Linked DNA regions of Sus scrofa: all the other regions are linked to region 1. The links are chromatin contacts, called in public Hi-C and promoter capture Hi-C maps. All regions are on one chromosome and are shown on one strand. Each heading gives the region's core, a stretch centred on a gene start, on an enhancer-like site or on the middle of the called end of the contact. The rest is flanking DNA. Distances are from core to core; before and after follow the strand shown.

Evidence for each region. Promoter capture Hi-C pulls out the DNA fragments that hold promoters and counts their contacts. Hi-C and Micro-C count contacts between places; a contact is called where the count stands out from the background.
Region 2: a promoter capture Hi-C map of fetal skeletal muscle shows a contact between it and region 1, with 8 times the contacts expected there. The contact joins the promoter of SLC2A8 here to the enhancer-like site in region 1. A contact is called at or near these places in 1 of 5 promoter capture datasets (fetal skeletal muscle) and 6 of 47 Hi-C or Micro-C datasets (alveolar macrophages, brain, embryonic fibroblasts and 3 more).
Region 3: a Hi-C map of mesenteric adipose tissue shows a contact between it and region 1, with 2.6 times the contacts expected there. The contact joins the promoter of ZNF79 here to the enhancer-like site in region 1. A contact is called at or near these places in 16 of 47 Hi-C or Micro-C datasets (alveolar macrophages, brain, embryonic fibroblasts and 10 more) and 1 of 2 datasets of contacts at active chromatin or transcription factors (skeletal muscle).

The regions. Positions count from the first base shown.
Region 1 is chr1:267,515,089-267,519,022 of Sscrofa11.1, reverse strand. All of the region lies in intron 1 of RALGPS1 (ras-specific guanine nucleotide-releasing factor RalGPS1), which reads right to left. Among named protein-coding and RNA genes, the nearest start is that of RALGPS1, 80 kb to the right of the region's middle. Within about 2 kb of position 1,927, at least 16 of the 83 cell types and tissues checked have an H3K27ac peak or open chromatin away from gene starts, as enhancers often do. A contact at or near this core is called in embryonic fibroblasts, fetal skeletal muscle, mesenteric adipose tissue and 2 more, where this site is marked.
Region 2 is chr1:267,923,477-267,927,638 of Sscrofa11.1, reverse strand. It overlaps SLC2A8 (solute carrier family 2, facilitated glucose transporter member 8), which reads right to left and starts at 2,455. Exons shown (of 9, transcript XM_005660438.3): 1 at 2,313-2,455; 2 at 2,056-2,218; 3 at 1,603-1,809. The coding sequence starts at 2,368.
Region 3 is chr1:267,939,735-267,944,071 of Sscrofa11.1, reverse strand. ZNF79 (zinc finger protein 79) reads right to left here and starts at 2,119. Exons shown (of 5, transcript XM_003480610.4): 1 at 1,664-2,119. The coding sequence starts at 1,676.

The sequences.
Region 1 (3,934 bases), core at 678-3,177:
TCTCACTGTTTTTGAAGATCATGGCGACTGCTGTGCAGAGAACTAGATGCCAGGGCCAAAAATGGGAGCTGTGAAGCCAGCTGGGGGTAAGAGATGGTGGCGGCCCAGACTGCTGACCATGGCGGCCAGGAGGGGGCGGGGGACAGAGGTGGACTTGGGAAGGGTTTTGGAGTTGAAACAGAAGACTTGCTGATGGGCTGACTGCACCTGAGGGGAGAAGAGAAGAGAAGAGCCCAGGATGAATGCCTTCTACGTGTGGGGCTGTTATGAATGGGTAGATGGAGGCCCAACCGCCTTGTTGCTCGGCAGTCCATTCATTTGTTGGCTCAACATCCACCCACTGAGACCTGGAGGACCAATTGTGGGGACCCAGAGTCCTGCCTTCCAGGGTCAAGCAGTGTAGCAGGGGAATGGGATGCTCACAGGACATATGGCAGATCAGATCACAGATTCACCCTGGATCATAGCGTCAAAGACATCACCGAGCAGAGCCGTTGAGCTGGGTCTTAAAAGGACAAGTGGGAATGTTTCAAGGCGAGGGTGGGCAGCAGGCACTCTGAGCTTGTGCAGAAGCCAGAGGCACAGGAGGATGCCAGCAGGCCGGGAGACAGGGAGTGGGCTCCCCCCCTCACCTGGCCGTACCCTAGACCAATACGGTTGCTCGTAAGCCAGGCAGGGCTTCCCAAGGAGGTAGCTTTAACAGATGGCCCTGACACTACAGCCAGAGAACAAATGGCCTCCTGATCGTTCCCTCATCCATTCAGCAAACTGGGCAACCCTTTTCCCAAGGCCTGTTCTGTGCAGAGGAATCAGGCCAGCCCTCGGCCTCAGGTAGCTCACACACAGGCTGACCCCCAGTGCCGTCATGACAATCTATCCTTCAGTCTCTGGCTAAGGACTTACGTGTATTTATTAAAAAAAAAAAAAAAAAAAGAAAGAAAGAAAAAAGAAAAAAGAAAATACTTACAGATGAGAAAACTGAGGCTCAGAGAGAGAAACTACACTGTGAGTCAGGGATACGTTTTCACACACCTGCCCGACTGTGGCCCCTGCCAGACAGGAGGCCGTCTGGCAAAAAGGGAAGGGTCTGTCCCACACCAAAATCCTATCACTCCACCCTCCCTCTGCCTCTCTCACCTCTTACACACACACACACACATTCGTGCCAACGCCTCCTTGGAAACCAAAACACTGCAGGAGAAAAGGCGATTCTCATGATGTAACTTTGCAGGAACGTGGCGGTTGTGTCAGAACCACAGAACAATCCCACGTCTCCTGCTGCTGTGTGACAGACTCCAGTCTCGTATGTGTGGGCCCCTGAAGAGGGGAAGGAAAGTCCCATGTGTGATGTTGGTTTCCTTCCAGACTTCGAGAATTCTCCTTCAACGTTTCAAGTTCAGGAAACCAAGAAAATAACAGGAGACAGTCTGGGGCAAACCACTTTTTCCTAAGCTTATGGAGGTTGTTTCAAAGAAAATACACACATCCAGGAATGTTCAATTACAAGAGAGTCAAGTCTTCCAAATGTCTTCAGGCAAATCCAAAGACGGGGCCGAGCCTGTGCCCTCACGAGGGGCTCACTGCTCTCCACGGGCTCGCTCAGAGCTGCTCCACCTTTCTGCATCCAAACAGAACGAAACCAGAGGGTTTCTGCCCACAACCAATTGTTCACTCCCCGCCAGTAAATGTACGTGTGTGTGTGTGTATGTGTGTGCGCGCGCCACAGCCAGGGCTTGTCCGTTTGGTTCTGCTGTCTTTCCCCAGGGTCACCATCACTCTGGAGCTGGACCACCTGCCAGGAGCTCAGGAGGGGCCCCCTCGAGCAGGCTGGCGGGGCTGCTATGGCCACCTCCTCCAGACCCTCCCCACACCGGCCCCTCCTCCTGGCAAGCGGCAGCCTCTGGCGGCTTTTGAGGCCAGACCCTGGCCACGTGAGCACACGCTAGACCTGAAATGCCATCCCTCAGCACCGCGCTTACCCGCACCGCCTTCCCCACTCCTTGCAAGCCACCCCACCAGACGGGCAACATCCAACATCTCCCCTCCCCACGGAGGGACAGATAATGGGCTGGGCGGGCTGGACAGCTGAGGAGGCACCACTGAGGCCCCCCCACAGTGGCTGCGCCCCCGTCTGGGAGAGAAAGCAGTGGTGCTGGGAAAGAGGGCTGGGTCTAGAGACTGAGGGTCTGCAGATGGATTAAAAAGAGAGAAAGCTTGTGAGACTGAGCAGACTTGGAGCAAAGGAGGGGCACCTCCCTGGCGATGGGAAGCACCTACATCTATGGAGCTGAAGCAGGGCTGGCACAGACCGCAGCCATCCACAGCATCCAGGTGACAGGCGCTGACCCAGCACCCCTGCGACTCCCGTGCTGTGCGGAGGCTGGGGAGGCAGAAACCAGCAAGGCCCACTGTCCTCAGAAAGCCCAACCGAGGAGGGCTTCCTGGATTTTTCATTTAAAAGCAATACATGCACATGCTAAAATTACATAAACTTAATTATCAGGTATAAAACAAAAAAAGGAAACTCCCTGGGAGATCCCACTGTGTCTCAGGAGTAAAGAACCTGACTAGTACCCATGAGGATGTGGGTTCAATCCCTGGGCTTGTTCAGTGGGTTAAGGATCTGGCATTGCTGTGACTGTGGAGTAGGACAGCAGCTGATTCAACCCCTAGCCTGGGAACTTCCATATGCCACGGGTGTGGCCCTAAAAAGACAAAAAAAAAAAAAAAAAAGGAAAGTCCCACAAGCCCTAGTCCCTGTCCCCAAGGTTACAAGTTCACATAGTACAGGGCAGCATTTGCGCACACAGACACCTCTGAACAGATATGAGGGTGTGTGTGTCTATTATGTACACACACACACACACACACACACACACACACATCTGAATGTATATTAGAGATCTTCCTTTTCAACACTAAAAACAAGTTAAGGAAGTTCCCTCCTGGTGTTGTCACTGTAGCAGCTCAGGTCACTGCTGTGGTGGGAGTTCGATCCCTAGCCTAGGAACTTGCACATGCCACGGACATGGCCAGAAAAATAAAATAAAAGCAAGTTAGGTATTAAAAAAAAAAAGGAGTTTTAACTGCAATATTCAATAAATGTAAACCAATTTTTTAAAAAAAATTTAGTTCTCTTTTTGATATCTGTTGATTGAGATATCAAAGGCAAAAGCTATTGTAAACTACCAACATTATTAAGTGAATGCAACAATCCCAGCCGTCTTTACGTCCATGTGGAAACAGTGAGAGGGACTCATAGCACAGTTTCTTCAGTCTGACAGCACTCAGGCTATGCCTCGGTGGTGGTGGGGGAGCTTAGGACAGCTGTGGTTCAACACCCCCACCCCTCAGCGGCTCACAGGCTGCGACCGCAGGCCTGGCGCTAAGAACAGGACAGCTGAGGGGCAGTCTCTGAGGCAGAAGGAGCAGGCACCTTTGGAGAACAGATAAATCAGGATTTGAGGTCTCACCTATCACTGACTTTGTGCCCTGGGCGAGTTGCTTGACCTGGCCAAGCCCCGCTTCTCCCCCCGTAAAATAGGAGAACGGCGGCACCAATGGTACAGAGGGCGGAAGGGTTCACAGGGTGGCTGGCACGGTGTGTCGTTAAGGGTAGCTGCCATCTGTGTCAACACCCCTCGCCGCCACTTTCACCCTCCCTGGGGCAGGGGAGAGCAAGGGCCAGGCTCTCTCCGCAGGAGCCCCCAAGAAACCGACTTTAAGGTTCAGGCAATAGGAGCAACATGGATGCAAAATATCCCTTTCTCCGAACACGAGGATCACGTTCTCAAGAGAAAATCCATCCTCTGGCTGGCAGGTGGGTTCGTTTCAGACTTGCCATGAAAAGGCCGGCTGGAGCCTCCCTCCCTCACCCATGATGTGTAATTACTCTTGAAACCAGTGGCTCCTCCCTTCCAACACAAGCCTGCAG
Region 2 (4,162 bases), core at 1,206-3,705, 410 kb before region 1:
TGGGGCCCAAGGGTTATTAAAACTGAAAAGCCTCAGCCATTCAGAGCTGAGGAGAGCCGTCCCCATGCCTCCCTGCCTCCCAAGGGATCTGCAGCAGGCGATGAAAAGGTATACACGAGGCTGCTGGAGGCTGCTGTGTGTAAGGGTGGAGGTGGCAGCACAGGGCTTCTCAAACTTTCATGGAGTTGTATGCCTGCCCTTAACAAAAGGCAGATTCTGATGCAGCTGGTGTGCAGGGGAGCCCAGGAGTCTGCCTTTCTAACTAGCTCCAGGTGACACCCAGTGACTGCCACGACTTCCTCTGGGCTCAGGAGCCAGAAAGCCCTTGCCCACACTTCTAGGTTATTCCATTCTTTATGCCCATGACTAGGACAGGTGTGTTTTTGCCCAGTAAAAAGCAAAACAACAACAGCAACAACAACAAAAATGTAAATGGAGTTCCCGTCGTGGCTCAGTGGTTAATGGATCCGACTAGGAACCATGAGGTTGCGGGTTTGATCCCTGGCCTTGCTCAGTGGGTTAAGGATCCAGCGTTGCCATGAGCTGTGGTGTAGGTTGCAGACTCGGCTTGGATCCTGCACTGCTGTGGCTGTGATGTAGGCTGGTGGCTACAGCTCTGATTAGACCCCTAGCCTGGGAACCTCCATATGCCATGGGAAGCGGCCCTAGAAAGGGCAAAAAGACAAAAAACAAGCAAATAGACAAACCAAAAACCAAAAAACAAACAAACAAAACAAATGTAAAATCCAACCTAGCTGCTCCCTGTTGCCCAGCAAATGCAGGTGAAATGAGTGGAGGATGCAAAGGGCTGGACTCTGAGCTACTGCTTTCAATCTTGACCAGGTTAGGGTGGGTGGTTGATCATCCAAGCCCACAACCAGCAGGTCACCCAGCAATCCCATTCTCCAGGGTCCAAGTCCTTCCACAGGCCATGCCAGGGCCAGGGCTGTGTGTGCAGGGTCTCACTGAATCCTCACAAGCACAGCACGAGGTAATGCCACATTCCCATTCTACAGGTGTAGAGAGGTGTTATGCCCTGGTAAGTGGCACACCAAGATTTCACCCAGACGTGCACAGCTCCAAAGGCAGCCTGGGCAGTGCTGGGTCAGGAGGTGGTGTGAGAGAAGCAGGGGAAGTGGCTGGAGGACCAGATGGTGAGCAGTGAAGGGGAGCAGCAGGTCCCAGCAGCCTTTGTCCCTGGGGACAAACCAGAACAGGATTTTCCTGCTGAACTGCAGTCAGCGGGTCGGCGTGACACTGAGGGATGAATCTAAGCCATACTGTGAGACTTATGTGACCATCCACAGATGCCGCCTTATTTGTAAAGCAAAAGAGAGGCCCGGTTAAGTGGCACGGTTCTGGGTTCGAGTAATAGCTTCACTGCTGACTAGCTGTGCCTAAATAAAGGCCTTCATGTTTCTTAAGCTCACTTCATTTGCAAAGGAAGACAGTAACTGCAGCTCTTTCCAAGGCCCGTTGGGTTGTAAGGAGGGAAGGGGCAAGGTGCCAGGCACCTAGGAGGCGGCAGCTCCGGGAGAACCAGGCCCCCGGGTCTGCTTCTTCTCCTGGAGCCCAGGGGTCCAGGCTGGGACACACACTCACCGGAGCCACTAGTGAGGCAACGCCGCAGGCCAGGCCGGTGAGGAGGCGGCCTCCGAGCAGCATCCACACGTTCTGAGCCGCGGTGATGATGGCAAAGCCGGCCACGAAGGGCACGGTGCAGAGCAGGAGGCTCAGCTTGCGCCCGGCACGATCCACGAGCCAGCCGCCCAGCACGCCCCCCACAGCGGCGCCCAAGGTCACGATGGCCTGCGGGCGGGGGCGACCACCGGCTCAGGAGCGGGCACCGAGGGCCGCGGCCCAACCTCGCCTTCCACCCCACCCTCAGCGGCCTCGAAGGAAGGGGATGGGCGGTCCCTGGCAGCGGAGCCGGGATGTGCTGGGCAGAAGATGCCAGTAGCCGCCAAAGCCAGACAGGGGGAAGGTCCGGCTCCCGTTTTCTCGGTGGGCGGAGGAGGGTCCCGGGAGGGCTGGGGAGTGAACCCAAAGCCTCACCCCGAACCAGGAGGTGGCGTCGTTGTCGAGGCGTGGGGCTGGGGGCGCGGCCCGCCGCAGGCTCGGGATAGCTGGGGAGCTGTAGCCGAGAACGAAGCCGAAGCTGAGCGGGCCCAGGGCAGCGGCGAAGGCGGCAAGGAAGACGCGGCGGCTGCGAGGAGCGCTGCGGGGACAGGGAGGTGGTTGAGCGACCGGTCCTCGGCGCAGAGGAAGGGGCGAAGCCGCGCTCCCGGGCCCGGCTCCCCCAGCCCGCTCACCTCTCGCCCAGCGGCCGCAAGAGCGGCTGGGAGTCCTCTGGGAACTCAGGCGTCATGTCCGCAACCAACGCTTACCAGGTCCGCTCAGACGCCTGAACTGCCGCGGAATCCGCGAGTGCTGCCGGCACCGGCCTGTCTGGCCAGAGGCAGCCAATGGACAGTCGGGGGAGGCCCTGGGGCGGGGTCCGAGCGGCCGCAGATGTGGAGGCAGCCAATGGGAACGCAAGGCGGGGTTCGCGTCTTCTCTAGAAGCCGCCCCTCAAGTCAAAGCAGACCAATGGAAGCAAAGAACCGGTAGGTGACGCACACTGGAGCCGCCCCTAGGACAGAGTTATCCAATGTATAGGTGGGGCGGGGTTTGTGTTAGGGCCGGAGCACATAACCATCCAATAGGAGTGTGATGCGAGCCTGGAGGTGGGGTCATATAAGTTGCTCCAAACGGAACAGGCCAATGAGGATGGAAGGAGGGGAGTACACTGGCGCCTGGCGCCGCCTCTCAATCTAGCTTCAACCAATGAGGCTAGGAGCCGGACGAAGGCGGAGCACGTGGGATGTCCCCAGCACTTCCCGCCCCTACCTTGGGCCGCTGCAACTGTCCTCGGGTCAGGTCTGCGGTTCCTGCTCGGCGTTAACCGCTTTACTGGGGCCTGGCACTCCCCACTGAGAGCCACAGGGTGGAAGATCTCCTAACAAGCGACCTGGGCAGCCATCCTCTCGGATGCCGACCCTGGTCCGGCCCTCCAGCTCCGTTGCTGGGCTGGAGGCTTGACCTTGGGAGCCGCAGCCCACTTCAGTGCTCCTCACGACTCTGGGTTCCCAAGGGGCTCACGGCTACGGAGCCGACGACGACCAGGACTTTCAGGGTGCGGAGGACCTGTGTTGGGCGGAGTCCCCCATGCCATATAGGTGTGACTGATCTGGGCTTAAATGGTGAGCTCCACGCTCCCTGTTAAATTTCTCTCCACAGGTAGTCCTGATTGGAATCATGTCAATACCTTCCAACGTTAAGTCCGCTGTTAATAGCCAACCTCTCTACCTGTGTACACCCACATCACTGCTGGAGGTGAGGATGATGAAGTCAGGGCTCTGTAGAATCTTGCCATTTGTGTGCAACACTCTCAGGGTGCAGGCAGCTGTGGTGGAATGCTGTGTAATTCTGGCAAGAACCAGGGCTAAGAAAGCAAGAGGCTTAGCTTCTATTCCCTCTCTGGGCTTCTGTTTCCTCACCTCTAAGTGGAGATGACAGTATCTATCTTGCAGGAGGGTTTTGAGTAGGAGCAATGTAAGAAGACCAAGCACATGCAAGGTGCTCGAACGCTAGCTGGTGTCATTAGATGGTTGTTTGACCTGCAGTCACCTGATTGTACTATCTCTCAAGACTTAGGCAACCTCGCCTCTGTGTTTCCTCAGCATCCTGTGCTCCAGTCATAAATTCTTATCATAGCACTTATCACTGCTTGCGATCTCCTGTTTAGTTCTCTCCCTCCCCTACTCCCAGACAGTGGGAACTTGGTGTTTGCAGAGGGGATGGATGCCTCAGACTTCAATGGCAAACTGCTGCAATTAGATGGTTTACTCTGCAATTCAGCCTGTGGGGTACGCAGAGAGGTTTCTCTAGACAGGGTGATTCAGTGAGCCCAGCTACAGCCAGCCCGCCCGCTGAGCCACAGACCCCTGCAAATCTGCTCCTGCCCTCTGGCTGGTCATCGCCTTCCCCATGAGTGTGCAGTGTTCACTTGGCCTTCGTAGAAGCAGACAGTGCTGCTAGAACTGCCTCCTGCTCCTTTTTGTAAGTGACGCTCTGATGCATGCAGTCAGTCTTTTTGGAAGAATGGTCTAAACAGCCCTTG
Region 3 (4,337 bases), core at 870-3,369, 420 kb before region 1:
TAAATAAAACATGGTGTAATCTATGCAATGGAATATTATTCAGCCAAAAAAAGGAAAAAAAAACCACTTCATGTTACAATCTGGATGATCCTTGAAACATCATGCTTAATGAAAGAAGCCAGATACATATATTGTATGATTCTATTTTCATGAAATGTCCAGAATAGGCAAATTCACAGGGACAGAAAGTAGATTAATGGTTGCCAGGGACAAGGGAGAAGGCAGAATGGGGAGTAGAAGTACCAGCTTCTTTTGGGGGTGATGAAAATGTTCTGGAATTAAATAGTGGTGATGGTTGCTTAACTTTGCGAATATACTAAAAGCCACTCAGAGTTCCTGCTGTTGTGTAGCGGGTTAAAGATCTGGCGTTGTCTCTATGGCAGCACAGGTTCGATCTCTGGCCTGGGAACTTCCACATGTCACTGGTATAGCCAAAAAGAAAAAAAAGAAAAAGACCTGCTGAATTGTATACTTTATTTTTTAATACCACACCCGGGGCACATGGAAGCTCCCAGGCCAGGGGTTGAACTGGAGCTGTAGCTGCTGGCCTACACCACAGCCAGGCCAAATCTGAGCCTCATCTGTGACCTAGGCCACAGTTTGGGGCAACAGCAGATCCTTAATCCACTGAGCAAGGTCAGGGATTGAACCTGTATCCTCATGGAGAGACACTGCGTCAGGTTCTTAACCCACTGAGCCACAACGGGAACTCCTGAATTGTATACTATAAAAGTGAACATTATGGATGTAAATTATATCTCAACTCAAAAAAATAGCAGAGGTAAAGCAGTCCTCAGAAATAGCTCAAAAAAAGTAAAGAGGTCCAAATACTGGTTTTAGTACAGACTTCATGTTACTGAGTTGTGTCTATCTGTACCTATCCACTGTGCTTATCTCCCTCTTTGGTAGTACGGGGAGACAGGTAACCCTCCTGCTTGTGTTCCCAGGTCTCTCAGGAAAGACAGCGTGAAATACTGGGTGTGAAATTGCACTGGAATGACAGAACAATTCAGGGACCCTTTGGTCTAGGGGAAGACGGCATTGCCTCAGTGGTTAAATTACATACACAACAGTTCTGTTCAGTAAAGCGTTCAAGGTGCTTTCAAAAATGTTATTTTATTTGATGCTTACAGTTCTTAGAGGTGAAGGAGGTAGTTAATGTTATTTTACCTTTTTCCTCCATGAAGAAACACAGGTCAAGAGACCCAGCTGATACCTTACAGCTTAAACAGGAATCCCAGCCTTCTGATTCTAAATACAGAGTATCCTCCACGGTTTCACAATCCAAATGGGTTGAACCCACCCTCAGTATCAGGTGAAGCCAATAGGCTCCCATTCCGAGCATCCCTGGCTACTTCAAGAGGGATGGAAATTCAGAAGCAATAGAGAGGCCCTGGGTACGTCCCATTGTCCTTCCTAGAGTCTATTTCTCTCTACTTTGCGATGCCATGGGTCCATCAACAGATCGGAGTAAAGGACAGGATACTCAGAGATGATCCAAGGCTGAGCTCCTCAAACTTTTTCGACCCTGGAATTCTTTATTCAAAAAAGGATCGTCCCCAACCACCTGTGGAAAGGATAACTACCAAGTTCTGATCCGGGCCACGCAGCTGTGTTAGTGGGCAAGCTGGAAGCCACAAACCGCTCCACCACTCCTTCTCACCTTCCTCCAGCATCTGGGTCCCACCTCGCGCCACCGCCTCCCAGCAGTTCTCTGAGCGTCAGCGTCGCTTCACTGCAGCCCCAACCCCGCTCTGGGCTCTTCTCTCAGGCTTCTCCCCTCACAGGCCAGGTCTGAGCCTGTGATGCTGAGCAAGGTCGGACCTTTCCAGCCGGGTCTCTCACTGTCGACTGGATCTCAAGCACATCACAGCATGAAAAAGCTGCCGCTGGGTACGCGCGAGAGAGTGCCCCCGGCTTCAGCGCGCTCAGAAAACTGCGGTCGCGGGCCTGGCTCTCGCGCCAAAGGGGGCGCGCTTGAATAGCGCCACTTCCGGTCATGCGCATAGGCCTCCCTGCCCCACCGGACTTCATTTCCCAGGAATCTCTGGGTTCCGTTTTTGGCCAAAACGTTTTTTTTTCCTCTCTCGGTTCCCGCACACCATCGTGCACCGTATTTCCCAGAGAGGCTTCCGCCTGTTCTTACTCCCAGACTCTATTTCCCATCATACTTTGGTCCACATGCCTTTCGGGTCCACTGAACCAATGGTCGGGGTCCTCTGAAACAACACGCGAATTAGCCGCGAAGGATCCTGGGAGCGGTGCTTTTAGCGCAGGCGCAGACAGACGCTAGCGCTAGTCGCCTGACTTTCCCTCAGTGATTTGTGGTCCGCGGAGCTGTGGCTTGCTGAGGTTCTCTCCCTTGTTCTTCAGCTCAGGGCTCAAACCCAGCCACCTCCCCACCTCCACGGTCCTCTTGATCCCCGCTGAGAGTTTAGGACGAGTAAAGGAAGTGGGGGCCCCTTGGTGTGAAGCAGTCTTGGAATGCTCAAAGTATAAAAACCTATCAGCAGGAAGGAGCTGTCTTCAGTAATTTCAGGGGCAGAAACACACTTTAATAGTGTTCGATCAGAACTCTTGCGAGAGGAGATAACGAATATTCTGTCTTTGGAGGCTTCTTTCCTGCACCAGGGGATATTTTAGTGGACTTCCTCAGATCATTGATGAAATTGCCCCATAAGCCTGTTGACAGTTCTTCACTAATCAATGTTCTGAAGACCGGTTTAGTTTTTTAGAGGCATTTTGACGTTAAGGAGATAAGAATGTGTTACCTGGGAAGCAGAAATGAGTTTGGGGGCCCTAGGCCTCGTCTTTTTGTACTGCCTCTGTCCTTTTCAGTTAGAGCTGGTAGTGTTTTTGCCAATATAATTGTAGGTTTGTGGGTAGGTCTTCTATGAATCTTAGGGGGATTCACCCCATTAGGCAGGCCGCACCCACAGATCTGTTTGGGATAAGCCCTTCTCTACTTTGGGCTTGTGTAATTTGGGGCTTACAACTTTAGAGGTCAGAAATCTGAGATGGATGTCATTGGGCTAAAATCAAGGTGTGTGCTGGGCTACCTTCCTCCTAGAGGGAGAATCTGTTTCCTTGCTTTTTCCAGCTTCTGGAGGCTTCCTGCATTCCTTAGTTAGAGGCCTCTTCCAGCTGTGTTCTGCCCGCACCCCAGGCCCAGCAGGTGCTAAGCGCATAGTGACCATTAGGAGGTACCAGGGGAGTTTCCCGCCTTAGTCTTGTGAACCCACCCATTGCCACTGGGAGGCAGCAGAGAGATTCATGCTTCAGCTGATGCAATTCTCCCTCATGGACACTAGGTGGCGTTAGGAAATGCCTTGCCTCAAGTTCTCAGAAGCCAGGATTCTCCTGGACGTTAGCTGTTCTTGGGAGTGGAAGATAGGGTGGATGTCGGCCGGCAGGGCACATTTTTATCCTCGGCTGGGTAAAGCACAGTTTCTGCTGCACCGGTCCTCTGGGAATGTTTCATCCTGCCCCACTTCGTCCTACGCCTGATGGTGGCCGGCGGGGCTTCTAGGGTAAATACGGGACTGCCAGATGGGGCTGGCTCTTGGTCGCTGAAGCATCTGTTGCTCTGATGGGAAGCCCCCACGAGCATGTAAGGGGACCTCTGAAGACTGTGTGTCCGCGGTCCTTGGTATCTATAAGTAGGTGCTGGTAGCAGTCAGAGGTTGGTATGGGTAGGAGTTGCTGATGCAACAGTTTCAAATATCCCCTTATGGAGCACCCGTCCAGCCTCACTCCAGCCTTGAATGCAGCTCCCCACCTCCACCGCAGCCTCTCACCCTCAGTTGCACAGCCTTCCCACCATCGCGGCTACGGTGATTGGGCACTTATTCAGTACTAGTCTCAGATCTAAGTGCTTTACATAATCAGCTCCTTTCATCCTCAAAACAACCCCATGAGGAAGACAGCATCGTTAAGGCCACTTTACAGGTGAGTAAACTGAGGCTTGGGGAGGTTAAGTGACTTGTCCCGGTCACACAGACAGTGCGTAGTACAGTCAGGATTTGAACCATACCCACTGGTTCTGACCCACTGTGCTGCACTGGCTCCCAGCCTCTGGATTACAGCGGAAAGTGGCCAAAGTAGGGCTGAAGCCACAACAGTGTTCTTTGCCCACGTGTTTAACCATCGCCCTTGAAGCCTGGGGGCTTAGCCCATCCCCCTGCCTTCCGTCTGCTCCTTCGTCAGCCCCCATTTGCAGAAGCTGGAGATGGCTAAGCAGCTGAGGAGCTTGAAGCTCCATGTTGAGAAGTTATCCAGTGCCAGGTCCAGTTGTCTGCCAGGTGGCTGAGAGTGGGCGGCTTGGGCAGAGACTGGGC